Regions from separate parts of the Mus musculus genome. Here all the other regions are linked to region 3. The links are chromatin contacts, called in public HiChIP or PLAC-seq and promoter capture Hi-C maps. All regions are on one chromosome and are shown on one strand. Each heading gives the region's core, a stretch centred on a gene start, on an enhancer-like site or on the middle of the called end of the contact. The rest is flanking DNA. Distances are from core to core; before and after follow the strand shown.

Region 1 (3,044 bases), core at 356-2,855, 400 kb before region 3:
ACTGTCTGGTGTGTAGGGAAGGATCTGGGTAGGCTCTCTGGCCAGGTAGGTGAATGGGGACGGTGCTACGGGCTAAGTGTCTTGGGGGTGGCTAAAACAGCTCAGTGCTGGTTGCCTGCATGCTATAACGGGCTCACTGTCACTCCATGTGCCCACCATGTCTAGACTCCAGAAAGAGACTGGTCTCCACACTTTAGGAAGAGAAGGTAAACAGCAGCTGTGGGCATGTTCACTCTGCTGTGGGCATACTGTGTCCTCCCAAGGCCCTCTTCTCCAAGGCACAGAGGGGATCAGGGGTTATGGAAGGAAAATTGCACATAGTCCGCTAGCGACTCCAGGAGCTCAGATACTTCTCCTGGTAAGACTCCTTCTGGTCTGCCCTGGCAATGGCAGCTCCGTGTCTCTCCTACATCTGATGCTTGTTCAGAACAGAGCAGAGTTTCCCTTCACAGTCTAAGAAGACCTGGACACCTTCAAAGCTAAATTCCCAGTCAGCTGATGCCACTTAGGCTCTTCAGATACATATCTACTGCATTTAAAGCATGCCCAGTCCCCACACGGTGGTGAGGGATGGCCGGAATGCTTGGTCCACCCAAGGCTGTTTATATAAAAGGCTTCTGTTTTGTCAGACTAGATTTCCATCAATCTAAAACTGATTCTGGGGTATAAATAAGAAGTTGTTTAAAGAAAAAGTAAACTGGGTGTGATGGCATCAGCTATCTTAATACCTGGGCTACAGTAGAAGAACAAGGCCAGTCTGGACTAAAGGTCAAGGACCTGTCTTGTAATAATAACAGCAAAAAAGCGAACAACAATGAAACCCAAACCAAAGCAAACAAAAAAACCCACTGGCTTTAGACTTTCCTTAACTAGTCTGTCAGGTTTTCTCTATAGCATGATGCACATTCAGGGTAAAGCAAGACTCTAGAAACCTAAGTGGCCAACAACACAGGCTGCACTAAGCTGTGTACACTGGAGAGGCACAGCAACAGCACATGGCACTTACAGATCTCTTGTTACTTCTCACTACTGCCACCGCTGGGTGTTCGTTCAGCAGAGTTCTTAGGCTTTCAATACTACATTACTAGTGTTGGCTTTGAAAGGGCATGTGGCTTCTTAGAGTATGGTGAGAAGGCTCATTTGTGGCCTAATAAAATTGAAAAATGAAAGTGGCTCGTTTTATAAAACTGTGTTTTTTAAAGCTCACTATGATATGCTCTGATGGCAAGAGCTGACATTTGCTTCTGTTGCCTAGCAACCGCTATGCTATGATGCAAGCATGAGTGTGCATCTATGCCTAGGAACAGCTCTCCGAGCACACACATGCTCTCCCTGTTGAAAGGTCTCCAGTTAAGCCGTAAGCCACTAGATCCCGGAGCTTCCTCTCTGGCACGCTGACTTAGTACTCAGCTTGCACAGGCGCTTCCTCAATGCACTCCACTCATTCTCAGAAGATTATTTTCAAACAGCAAAAATTTTGGTTTGATTTTATGAAATAAGGGCCACTGCCATCCTGCAATCCAGTTTCTACAATTAATGAACTTGTTGCAAGGGCTAAGCCACAGCCTGCCTTGCTCTAAGCGTTTCTTTTTAAAGGCCTCAAAGTCCTCCTTGGGGTTTCAGTGCTATTTCCCACTCCCCGAGGCATAATGAATAAACAGTTATATGGAAAAATTCCAATTAAATCTCTGCTTACAATTCACAAGGTTTTCTAAAGAAAGCTGTCCTCCTCGGCTCTTTTATGTAATTCTAAGTGGTCACCTGGCCACAGCTTTCTTTCCCGCTCCTACAGTGTGTGGGAAGTGCCCCTCTGCCCCCTAGGGATGAGCTGTTAGTTGTTAATGCAAAGGCGAGCTCCCAACTACACAGGACATACCTGCAGATTTAGCGTTTCTAGATGAGAAAGGGGACAGTAAGGTCAAGAGAGTGCCAACTAGCTTTGTTTAAAAAATCCTAGTCCTGAATCCACAAGCCTGCTGCAGCAGGCACAGAGCAGGCACAACGCCGCGGTTCTGACCACGTGGTCCTTTACGCTTAGAATGTCTTCAGCAGAGCAGAGCGCCACGAGACTTGAGATAATTTATGTCTCAGGCAGCTCTGTCTATTCACTGCTATTTCTTCTCTCATTTTACCATAGCCCACATCTTGAATTTTAACTTTGAAAGAGGGACAGTAAAGCACTGGGTGTTTAGTACTCATTAAAAAAACAAGGAGGATTTTATAAGCCTGAGACAGTAGCTGCCCTAAGGCCCTAAGGCCAGTCACTCGGTTATGCTTTTAAAAAGTTCCTTCTTCCTATTTTAACCTTGACTTCTATGAGAAAAACATACTAGTTGGAATTACCAGCCCTAAAAAGCATAACCCTCGTTTTGTTGGCTCTCACATTTTAAACCGTCTACACAGGCCGAGGCATGTGGCACACAGGAACCCTGAGCCTGAGGCAAGAGTCCCACCCTTCAATAGGACGTCCAAGTTCAGCTTCAGAAAATAAGTGCTCAACTGACAATTCACACCTGCACTTCGTATTTTCATCTAATTGAAGTCTATGCTGTTCCACATACAGAGAATGTTGCTGGGGCAAGAGCTCACAGATAGACATTCCCACTTGCATCAGTAAGCACAGCAATGTGGATTCTCCTTAAATCATATGTACCTGAACATACATAAATGCAGCACATGAATACTGAAACATGTGTGATACAAAGCCACGGGAGCGTGGTACTCCAAGCATCAAAACCAGGTAAGGCTGTGGTTACCTCAAGCATCATGGGCCCCAGTGCATCCTTGTCGATGACACCCTGCCCCGTGGACGACACATCTGACTTCTGCACTTCATCTATGTTGGCAGCTGCTGCTTTCTCTGCAACAAAACACAAGAGCAAATTAAATAGTGGTGCACACCAAGGGCACATCAACACCAAAATCTCTGCTGGGGTCAGGTGTGCCTATGAATGAATTAGAGTGCAGCCAACTGCCCTGGAGGGCGGGACTGGCTAGGAGGAGGACCCAGATGGCACCTCTCACCTCCAGAATACATGTATCAG
Region 2 (2,924 bases), core at 19-2,518, 460 kb before region 3:
TGATCTTAACTACTTCCCTCCACCCCATCAAAGTCAATGAACAAAGTTCCCAATTCGATCCCGCCAATCCTAGCTCGAAAAAAGTAACACAAAAGGCACAAACTCCCACACCAAACCGAACTAAAAAGCCAAACGTCTCAAACCTCTAACGAAAATCTGCCTTGGTGTCACCCGACTGAAAGGTGCTGGCTCAGGTCGCCTTCTCTTTTGCTCCCTAAACCACCTTGACTAAGGAATGCCGGTGACCCCCGCTCCCAAGCCCTCAACCCGGCTCCTACAAAACGGGTTTCAATTCCGTCTCTCTTAATTATCAGCCCAACAAAACGAACCACCCGCCTAGGTCTCTACGAGCGTCTTTTTTTTTTTTTTTTTAATATAATTTTTTTAGCCAAGCTACTAGGGCACGACCCTGCACCGGTTTCGGAGCAGGCAGTGGCTTCAGGCGCTCTTGAGTATGCAGCCGAGATAGGAGAAGTGTGCGCTCTCGGTGGGACAGTGCAGAAGGGGTTCTGAGTCGACTCGGCACCCCAAGGAGTTTAGCGAAACGTCAGCGACCCCGGCGGTCCCAACAGCACCGAGGGGAGCGGAGCGGTATTCGTCCTCCCTCTAGAGACCCACGCCCAGCGCCCCTTCCCGCCACATCTCCAATCTCTTGGCAACCCTAGCCATCTCAACCTAGGTCGCCTCTGGAGACTCCGGGATGACAAGTCCCAAGCCAGGCAGCAGAGAGATGTCTCGGTTGTCGCCGACCTGGCCGCGGCGGCCCTGGCCCCCGAAATGCTTCTTTCTCAGTAGCCACACAGCAGGGCTAAGGAGTGAAGACCCGTAGGGTCCGAGGATTTTAAGATCAGGGATCAATGTGTCCAATAAGGAAAACAACCCGGGTCGTGACTCAGATGTTAAAGAACATAGGGTCAGGGGGCGAGGTCAGCCACCACACAGGCCTCTCCGTCTATCTCCCCCTGAGCCCCGAACAGCGCAGGCTCTAACTCCCAAGACAAGCGACTCCGGAGGTGGAAAGCCAAAATCCAATTACGAAGTTTAAAACAAAAACAAAGCCAAAAACAACTAACTAAGTAAAACAAAGAAAAAACAAAAACAACCAAACAACTGCAAAACGAATTTTGAAAGCGATTACAGAGCACTGTTCCCAGCCGTGCTGGAAGCCTGTAGCCTTCGGGGTAGGTCCCTCCAGCGGGCCAAAGACCTACCTACCTCAGGCCAAGGCTAGGGCGGCACCCGCTGGGTCTCGGGACCCTAGACTTCTGAAACCCCCGAAGGCTGTGCAGGCTTTAAGAGGGAGGGTGCAGATCCGGCCTCAGGGTACTTGGAGAGGGAGGCAGTAGAAGAGATCAGGCCTGTGGAGGTCCCCTGATAGTCTTCTCCCCGCCCACCACACTCATTGGCGAGCGCTTGGATTCCTCCCCAGGTCCCCAGAGATCACCCACTTAACCTAACAGTTCTCTTGACCGTTCCCTGGAATCCTGTGAAGTGCGATTGCCCATCTTGCACAGGCAGGTGTTGTTGTTGTTGTTGTTGATTCAGTCTAGCAACGTCAGGAAATCATAGTGTGGCAAATGTTGCCCAAGGCCAGAGCGTAGCAAATGCTAACCAGTGTTCACCTTCTGTGTGTAAACGCACACGTGCACACATGCACACACCACACACGCACACAAACCCAGAAGTGTCGGCGTGAGAACTAAACAAGTGTTACCCTGGGGACCCAATAAATTCTTCTGTGCCCTCACACACACTACACCCTAAAAGGATGGGTGTAGGAAGCTGAGAGCGATGAATAATGACACCTACACACAGCCCCCACTCTCACACGGAACAATTGTTGCCTAAGCAAGGTCTCCAACACACACAAGGACACACACACACAGACACACAGACACACACAGATACACACACAGACACACACACACAGACACACACAGATACACACACACACACACACACACACACACACACACACACACACACACACACACACACATACAGACTGGCGTCTAGGAGGCCAAGCTTGTTCTTAGTCTTGGTCAAATTTGTCAGAGAACCAGGTAGGCTGAGAAGTTAGGCGTTAGACGCTTCTGAGGCCCCGGGGGTCCTTTTGCCCTTTCTGCAGCTTTTATTTCTTGGTAGGGGAGAACTAATCTCCTCACAGGACACCTTCTCCGCTGACCCTGGCTTGCGACCTTGACCCGAGGCTCTGAGAACCTAGGTCCAGACTGTAACTGTGCTCAACGACTGCATTTTTATTCTCCTTGCAAGCGATGAATAGAGAGAAAGGGGCGTTTAATCCCGTTCACATCCGCAGGTCTAAGCACCTAGGGTGGAGAAAACCGCGCCGAAGCTGGTGACCTTGGTCAGGTTCCACACCATTCCAGTTCCTCTTTGGGCCTGTCACGAGGGGGGGGGACCGCTGTGATGAGTGAGGAGAGAGACTCAGTCTCTCCTCCGGACTGATAGTGATTTGATTACTAATCATAAAACGAGGTTAAATGGGAAGCCGCCCGGAGTTCCAAAACTAGCAGAGAATGGAGGTCTCCTGTCCCCTTGGTCCCTTTAGAGCCCCATGAACTGATTCTGCCTGTGTCCCCGGTGAGGAGGCGCATGAGAAGAGCAGGAATATGCGCGAGCGAATATGCGCGGGCTTCGGAGAGCAATACATTCTGCCCTCCCTGGGCCTGAGCACCGAAGACGTAGCATCAAGTGCGGTTGTGCTGATCTACAGGGTTAGCATCCATAATCATTTCACAGTTGCAGGACAGATCCGAAGGGTGAGGCAGCGCTTTATTTTCCGAAACGAAGTGGGAATGGCTAGAGATCCAGGGCTCTGCCTTTTCCATAAGATAACCATTGAGGCAAATATACCTGCACAGTAGGGAGGGCCAGACCAGCTAAAGAGACATAGAGCCCTC
Region 3 (3,119 bases), core at 475-2,974:
TACAAACATACATTGTGTATGTTGCTTATAACTGAACCCAGAGCCATACTTCTGAGCCACGCAGAAGCAATAGAGCACCAAGCACTAAAGACTCGAGGTACAGGTCAGCCATAAAACTCCTAGATTCACGCTACAACCAATAATCAAAGCAAGCATTTACTACAGGGCCACAATCAAACCCTAGATATGTAAATACCACCCACTCATATAATACTGTCAAACTTCTCTAAGCCGAATTACCTGATTCCTCAAACGGCAGCTGTGAGGCCTGTACAAGCGATGTAAGGGAGGATGAACAGCGTATCTGAGTTGGGTTATCTAGTAAGCGTTCTGACTAGTTCTATTTGCCCTTCACCCTGCAACCCTCCTTAGTTAAGTGGCTACAACCATCTGTGACACTATCAAGAACAAGAAGTACTTACATGTAGATTCAGAAAAGACTTTTGGAAGAGAAAAAACATCATATAACATAGAAAATTATCTAATGACACCAAATTGGCTCCATGGAAAACAAAAAACAAAATCGTAATCACTTTTCATCACTGGCTGTCTCATTTCATTAGTTCCTTGCTTTCAACTCAAACCTTTAAAGCTCGATTCTTCACAGCGGAAAAAGACTAGTAAAAATGGATGACAAAATATTTATCCTCACTAGGTTACATGCCAGGGAGAGAGGAGACAAAATGGTAATCATCAATATATCAATATATTTAATGAGACTCAGTGGCTTACAGATAAAAAAAAAAAAAATGGAAGGGGGAGGGGAGTGGGCGGAAGTACTGAGGAAGGTGGAAAAAAAAAAAAAACCCGTAGGATGTTACAGGTTCACCTTGCAAACTTTATTACCCACATTCAACAGCTGTTAAATAAGTCATCAAAATACTCAGATCTGTGGGAAGAGAATTTACACACTCCTGACAGTCTCATCGCCTCTGCTTCAAGAAAGGAAATCGCTCAACTCCTCAACACAGCTGTTGCGAGCCTCGCATCGGGATCAGACCCGATGCTCCGGGAACCCAGAGTCCAGAGCCCAGGCGGAAAGTTGGACGAGCGGCCGTCGGCGGGCAGGGGGCCACCGGGTTCGAACACCCGGTCCTCGCCCTCCGCGCAGGCAGCGGCCGAGGCCGTGGGTCGGGGTCGAGCAGGGGTCCCTGTTAGTCATCCGGCCCCGCTGCCCCGGCCCCGGGTCCGCCCATCGCGCAGGGCCAGCACGGCCGCGCCCGCCACCCCCGCCGGCCCCTCGCCGGCTGCCACGTAACCCTTCGCGGGAAGCAGGAACTGCGCGGCGCGGGAGGGGGCGGCGGGCCGGACCGGGCCAGGGCTGCAGGGCCGCGGGGGGCTGCGCAGCTCCGGCCGGGTACGCTAGGGTCGGCGGGCCTGGCCAGGGGTCCGGGGTCCGGGAAGGAGGGCTCACCTCGAACATAAGCCCCAGCAGGAAAAGCATCGCCAGGCAGGAGACGATGTCCGCGTGATTCTGCAGCAAGAATTCGTGGCTCAGCAGCGGCGGGTTCTTGTTGCTCTTCTTGCGAATCGCCATGGTGGAGCCGCCGCCTGTGCCTGCAGGTGCTTCCTCCGCCCCGCTCCGAGCTCTCGGCTGCTCACCGCCGCGCCGCCGCCTCCCGCTGGCTGCTCCGCACAGCCCCGCCGCAGCCGCTCGCTGGGGCTTCACTTCCCATCCCACAGCCAGTACGCAGCCGCCGGGGCGGCCCGAGAAAAAAAAAAAAAAAAAAAAAAAAAAAAAAAAAAAAAAAAAGGCCAGCCTGCAGCGGTGGCGAGCATGCGCACCAGGAAGAAACCGCGCGCTCGCGCCGTGGCCGCACCTGGTGGCCCACAGCGCCCCCTGTGGGCTGGAGGTCGCGGAACGCGAGTGGCGCGCGGAGGTTTCGCGCTGGGAGTTGGGAGTCGTTTGGGGCGCGAGCTTCCTGGGAATGGTTCATACCTTCGCGTGCTGCTGCAGCATGCACGGCTGCTGGGTGCCTTCGCGCCCTCCCGACCCACCCTGGCCTTGGTGCTACCACGTTCCACACTTGTTGGCCACTTGTGTAAGCGATAGCCACCGTCTAGAAAATTTGGAAAAACGAAGTAGCCTGCTTGTTCAAGGGCTTTTCGCGAGTTTGAGCCTTCCAACGTTGCTGTGGATGAGCTAGTGGTTGACTCCTGTAGTCCCATTGTTTGGGACGCTGAGGCAGGAGAAGTGCTCTGAGTTTAATACCATCCAGGGCTACATAGAAGCATCTTGTTTCTAAGTCAAAAATCAAAAACCAAAACCAAACCAAACCAAAAATCCCCTAAGTGTTAAACGCTTGCTTACCTCAGAGTTAAGCTCTTTTCTGTCCTGTCCAACTCCCCGGTCCCCACTGGAAGTTTAGATTTACTTGTTACATGGTATTAACACTACTTAGGAATCCCAAGAAATCGTGAAAAGGGATCCCTTGCCAAATCCTCCACTCTCCTACTTCTGTTTAACCCGGGGTATTTATTTTTTTCTGAAAAAGTGCACTACTTGCCCAGTCCAGAAGCTAAAATCCTAGGTTGCATCTTTTTATTAGCCTTTTGACATCTAATATAGCACCAAATCCAGGCAATTCAGTCTCTTTCCCTATTCCCACCGCTATAGTATAGCCAGGAGGGGGCCTGGCCTGGAATATTACATTTCCAGTGTAATCATGGTAGTTTAAAAAGGTGGTTACTGCCGGCAGTGGTCACACGGGCCTTTAATCCCAGTACTTGGGAGGCATAGGCAGGCGGATTTCTGAGTTCGAGGCCCGCCTGGTTTATAGAGTGAGTTCCAGGATAACCAGGACTACACAAAGAAACCCTGTTTTGAAAAATCAAAAAAAAAAAAGTGGTTATTGCGTCAATTTATTATTATGCTCAACTTATTGCCTGTGTTTCTACAGACAAGTTACTTCTATGAGGCTCAATTCCCTTACTTATGTATCCATTGGCTCAACAAGTAAGGATAGAGAGTTGACCTAGTAGAAACTTCACTGGGGATTCAGAACATAAGGGAAATGTCAAATTAACTGATCATTATGGGCTTACATTCTCATGCTGGAGAGAGAATCTTTTTAAAATATTTTAAAAGTGCAATGTGTTAAGTGGAGCTGAAGCACCAG
Region 4 (3,061 bases), core at 214-2,713, 510 kb before region 3:
CTAGCTATATTCCCCTCCAAGGCCTCCATTTTATTGGTCTTTATCTCCTTTAAACCTGATTTACCTTGGTTTGTTTTTTGCTTTCTTGTCTGCTTTTTGAGAAAGTGTCTCACTCTGTAGAGTGAGCTGGTCTTGTGTTTTCAAGGGTCCACCTTGCCTCAGCCCACCTAGGGCAAGGTCTACAGGCTGAGAGCTACAATCCTGGCTCTTTGCTCAGTTCTTTTTCTTTTTCTTTTCTTTCTTTTTTTTTTTTTTTTTTTTTTTTTTTTTTTCTCGAGACAGGGTTTCTCTGTATAGCCCTGGCTGTCCTGGAACTCACTCTGTAGACCAGGCTGGCCTTGAACTCAGAAATTCTCCTGCCTCTGCCTCCTGAGTGCTGGAATTAAAGGCAAGCACCACCACACCCGGCTAGGCAGCACATTCCTATGGTAACAGGACAGCAGTGCGGGAGGACAGAGGACAGCAGTGCGGACAGCAGTGTGGGAGCAGGGATTGAGGTAGGGGTTTCCTCATCCTGAGAACTAGGCTCAAACCCTGAGCTAGGGTTGTGCCTCCAATCTCCAACAGGTTAAATCTCCAATATTTATTTTTCTCTGTTATGAATTTGATTTTTCTTCCTAAGATATGGTGCTAAATGAGTATTCGTCTTTCTTTTTTGCTCAATTAATTTCTTTTTGAAAAGTTTACAGCCTTCATTTCACACAATTAACAGTTTCATTAATACTCCTGTTTCCACCAGGCATGGTGGCGCACGCCTTTAATTCCAGCACTCAGGAGGCAGAGGCAGGTGGATTTCTGAGTTCAAGGCCAGCATGGGCTACAAAGTGAGTTCCAGGACAGCCAGGGCTACACAGAGAAACTCTGTCTCGTAAAAACAAAAACAAAAATAAAATAAAACAAAACAAAACAAAGATACTCCTGTTTCCATGTAGATACCTGCTGGTCCTTCATGTATAATGTTGCTCCTAGATCTGTTTATCTCTAAATGTGAGTTTATATGACTGCTGTCTGTATTTTATTTTCTTGTGCTTTTGAGACAAAAATCTCTCTGTGTAGCTCTGGTTCACTACAGAGACCAGGCCAGCCTCAAACTCCCAAGTGCTGGGGTTACAGCTGTGTGCTATCACACATAGCTCATGTAAGTTCTCTTGGTGATATTTATATTTCAAAATCAGAGGTCTAAGAAAGTATCGTCATTATCAACTGACACTACATGATTTCACAAATGATAAACTACTTCACCCATTACTGCCACTGTTCTTCACAAGCTACTTTAATTGTGCAAGCATTGCACGTACAAGGATCATGCCAGACTAAATTAATATCTTGTCCCTGGCCAGAAGGAAACTAAGCAACTAGAAGGTAATGAGTTTATTAACTCGTGATGTCTGCAGAGGAGCCAGGCATCACTGTATAGGATCCCTCTTAGTCCCTCCCCAGGGGGCTGCTCACGGGAGCCTTGCCCACGCATGCGTAATGGATCAGTCTCAGGCAGAGGCACTCTGCTTCCAGTCACAGGAGAGTTTCCCAATCTGAGAGGAGTCCAGCAAGCTCACAGGTTACTATCCTGGGATGGGCAAGACCTCATTCAAATTGTTACAAAGAACATTTGGGTAAAACTAGAGTAACTTTTTTTTTAACAGAAAAATTGTCTTGTTGTGGCTGAGGAATGTAGAGCAATGGCAGCACTCATGAGTGAGGTAAGAAAATGGGCTTAATCCATAGCATGAAACATTTTATTCATTGCTAATCCCATTGCTTAAGAAAAGCAGATTTGGGGCTGGAAAGATGGCTCAGTGGTAAAGAGCACTGGCTGCTCTTTCAGAGACCTGGGTTCAATTTTGATTGCACACACACACACACACACACACACCCAACACTATCTGTAACTCTTATCCCAGGAGGTCTAGCACCCTGTTCTGGCTTTCTCAGGCACATATGCACAGGTTAAAACATTCATACACAAACAATAAAAATAAAGGTTAAAAACATTAAACAAAGCCGGGCGTGGTGGCACACGCCTTTAATCCCAGCACTTGGGAGGCAGAGGCAGGTGGATTTCTGAGTTCGAGGCCAACCTGGTCTACAAAGTGAGTTCCAGGACAGCCAGGGCTATACAGAGAAACCCTGTCTGGAAAAACCAAACCAAACCAAACCAAAACAAACAAACAAACAAAAAACCAAAAACATTAAACAAGGAAAGCAATGCCCTGAGCTGTGTCCAGAGGCTAAGACAGGGTCTCACTATGTGGTCGAAGTTGTCATTAAAACTCAAACACACCTGCCTCAAGCTCCCAGCGCTAGAATTACAGAAACCTGTTGCTGGTTTTAATTGTGGAGTTTGGTTGAATCAACACAAATGTAGCAGTTCTTCTGTCGTTTCTGTTTCTTTTTGCCCGAGGGTCAACTAACTTTCCCAAGACAGCACAAGACTAGACCAGCCGTGGCTCTGTAGGATACTTAGGGTAGCAACCTAGAATAAGGCTAAGAATGTAAATGTGAGGGCTTATCTCAGGCTGAATTAAACTCCAAGGGTGGCCCCAATAGTTTAGAGTTTTGTTTCCAGAACTCCTTAGATGGTTAAAAAAAAAAAAGGCAAATCTTCGGCCACGATAAAAACTCAAGATTCAGGAAGGTATAGAGATGGTCAACAGTTAAGAGCACTGACTGCTCTTCCAGAGGTCCTGAGCTCAGTTCCCAGCAACCACATGGTGGCTCACAGCCATCTGTAATAGGATCTGATGCCCTCTTCTGGTGTGTCTGAAGACAGCCACAGTGTGTGTGTGTAGAAGCGGATGGGGGTGGGAATTGTTTGTTTGCTTGTATTTGGAACAGGCTGGCCTGGAACTTGCTTTGTGGGTTTGAACTCCCAGAGGTCCACCTTTCTCTTCCTCCTGAGTGCCTAAGGCACCTTACCTATTTACTCAACAGTCTCTTCTCCAGAGCTGAGTTTAGGAAGCCAGATCTCCTTTATTATCTATCCCTTGTAGTGTCTGGCATCCTGTAGTTTGCTAATTTTGAAAACAAAGAGAATAAAAATGAGAACATGCTAGGCCTGGAG

What was found. HiChIP or PLAC-seq counts read pairs in DNA pulled down with a chosen protein or histone mark. Capture Hi-C pulls out chosen DNA fragments and counts their contacts.
Region 1: a contact with region 3 is called in an H3K4me3 HiChIP or PLAC-seq map of forebrain, with 4 times the contacts expected there. The contact joins the enhancer-like site here to the promoter of Tram1 in region 3. A contact is called at or near these places in 8 of 39 promoter capture datasets (the 3T3-L1 cell line, the HPC-7 cell line, cranial neural crest and 4 more), 2 of 484 Hi-C or Micro-C datasets (bone marrow-derived macrophages and nephron progenitors), 12 of 115 datasets of contacts at active chromatin or transcription factors (cardiomyocytes, embryonic basal ganglia, embryonic forebrain and 9 more) and 2 of 9 other capture datasets (adipose tissue and liver).
Region 2: a promoter capture Hi-C map of pancreatic islet shows a contact between it and region 3. The contact joins the promoter of Prdm14 here to the promoter of Tram1 in region 3. A contact is called at or near these places in 5 of 39 promoter capture datasets (cranial neural crest, embryonic stem cells, hippocampal neurons and 1 more), 13 of 115 datasets of contacts at active chromatin or transcription factors (acute myeloid leukemia, bone marrow-derived macrophages, craniofacial prominence and 9 more) and 2 of 9 other capture datasets (embryonic stem cells and pancreatic islet).
Region 4: an H3K27ac HiChIP or PLAC-seq map of embryonic stem cells shows a contact between it and region 3, with 2.3 times the contacts expected there. The contact joins the enhancer-like site here to the promoter of Tram1 in region 3. A contact is called at or near these places in 5 of 39 promoter capture datasets (cranial neural crest, embryonic stem cells, liver and 1 more), 5 of 115 datasets of contacts at active chromatin or transcription factors (embryonic basal ganglia, embryonic limb bud, embryonic stem cells and 1 more) and 1 of 9 other capture datasets (adipose tissue).

What each region holds. Positions count from the first base shown.
Region 1 is chr1:13,187,331-13,190,374 of GRCm38.p6, forward strand. It overlaps Ncoa2 (nuclear receptor coactivator 2), which reads right to left. Exons shown (of 23, transcript NM_008678.3): 5 at 2,757-2,860. Among named protein-coding and RNA genes, the nearest start is that of Prdm14, 62 kb to the left of the region's middle. Within about 2 kb of position 1,606, at least 89 of the 459 cell types and tissues checked have an H3K27ac peak or open chromatin away from gene starts, as enhancers often do. A contact at or near this core is called in embryonic basal ganglia, forebrain and neural progenitor cells, where this site is marked.
Region 2 is chr1:13,125,895-13,128,818 of GRCm38.p6, forward strand. Prdm14 (PR domain containing 14) reads right to left here and starts at 1,269. Exons shown (of 8, transcript NM_001081209.2): 1 at 1,216-1,269.
Region 3 is chr1:13,588,186-13,591,304 of GRCm38.p6, forward strand. It overlaps Tram1 (translocating chain-associating membrane protein 1), which reads right to left and starts at 1,725. Exons shown (of 11, transcript NM_028173.5): 1 at 1,415-1,725. The coding sequence starts at 1,537.
Region 4 is chr1:13,076,963-13,080,023 of GRCm38.p6, forward strand. No RefSeq gene overlaps it. Among named protein-coding and RNA genes, the nearest start is that of Gm39592, 26 kb to the right of the region's middle. Within about 2 kb of position 1,464, at least 20 of the 459 cell types and tissues checked have an H3K27ac peak or open chromatin away from gene starts, as enhancers often do. A contact at or near this core is called in embryonic stem cells, where this site is marked.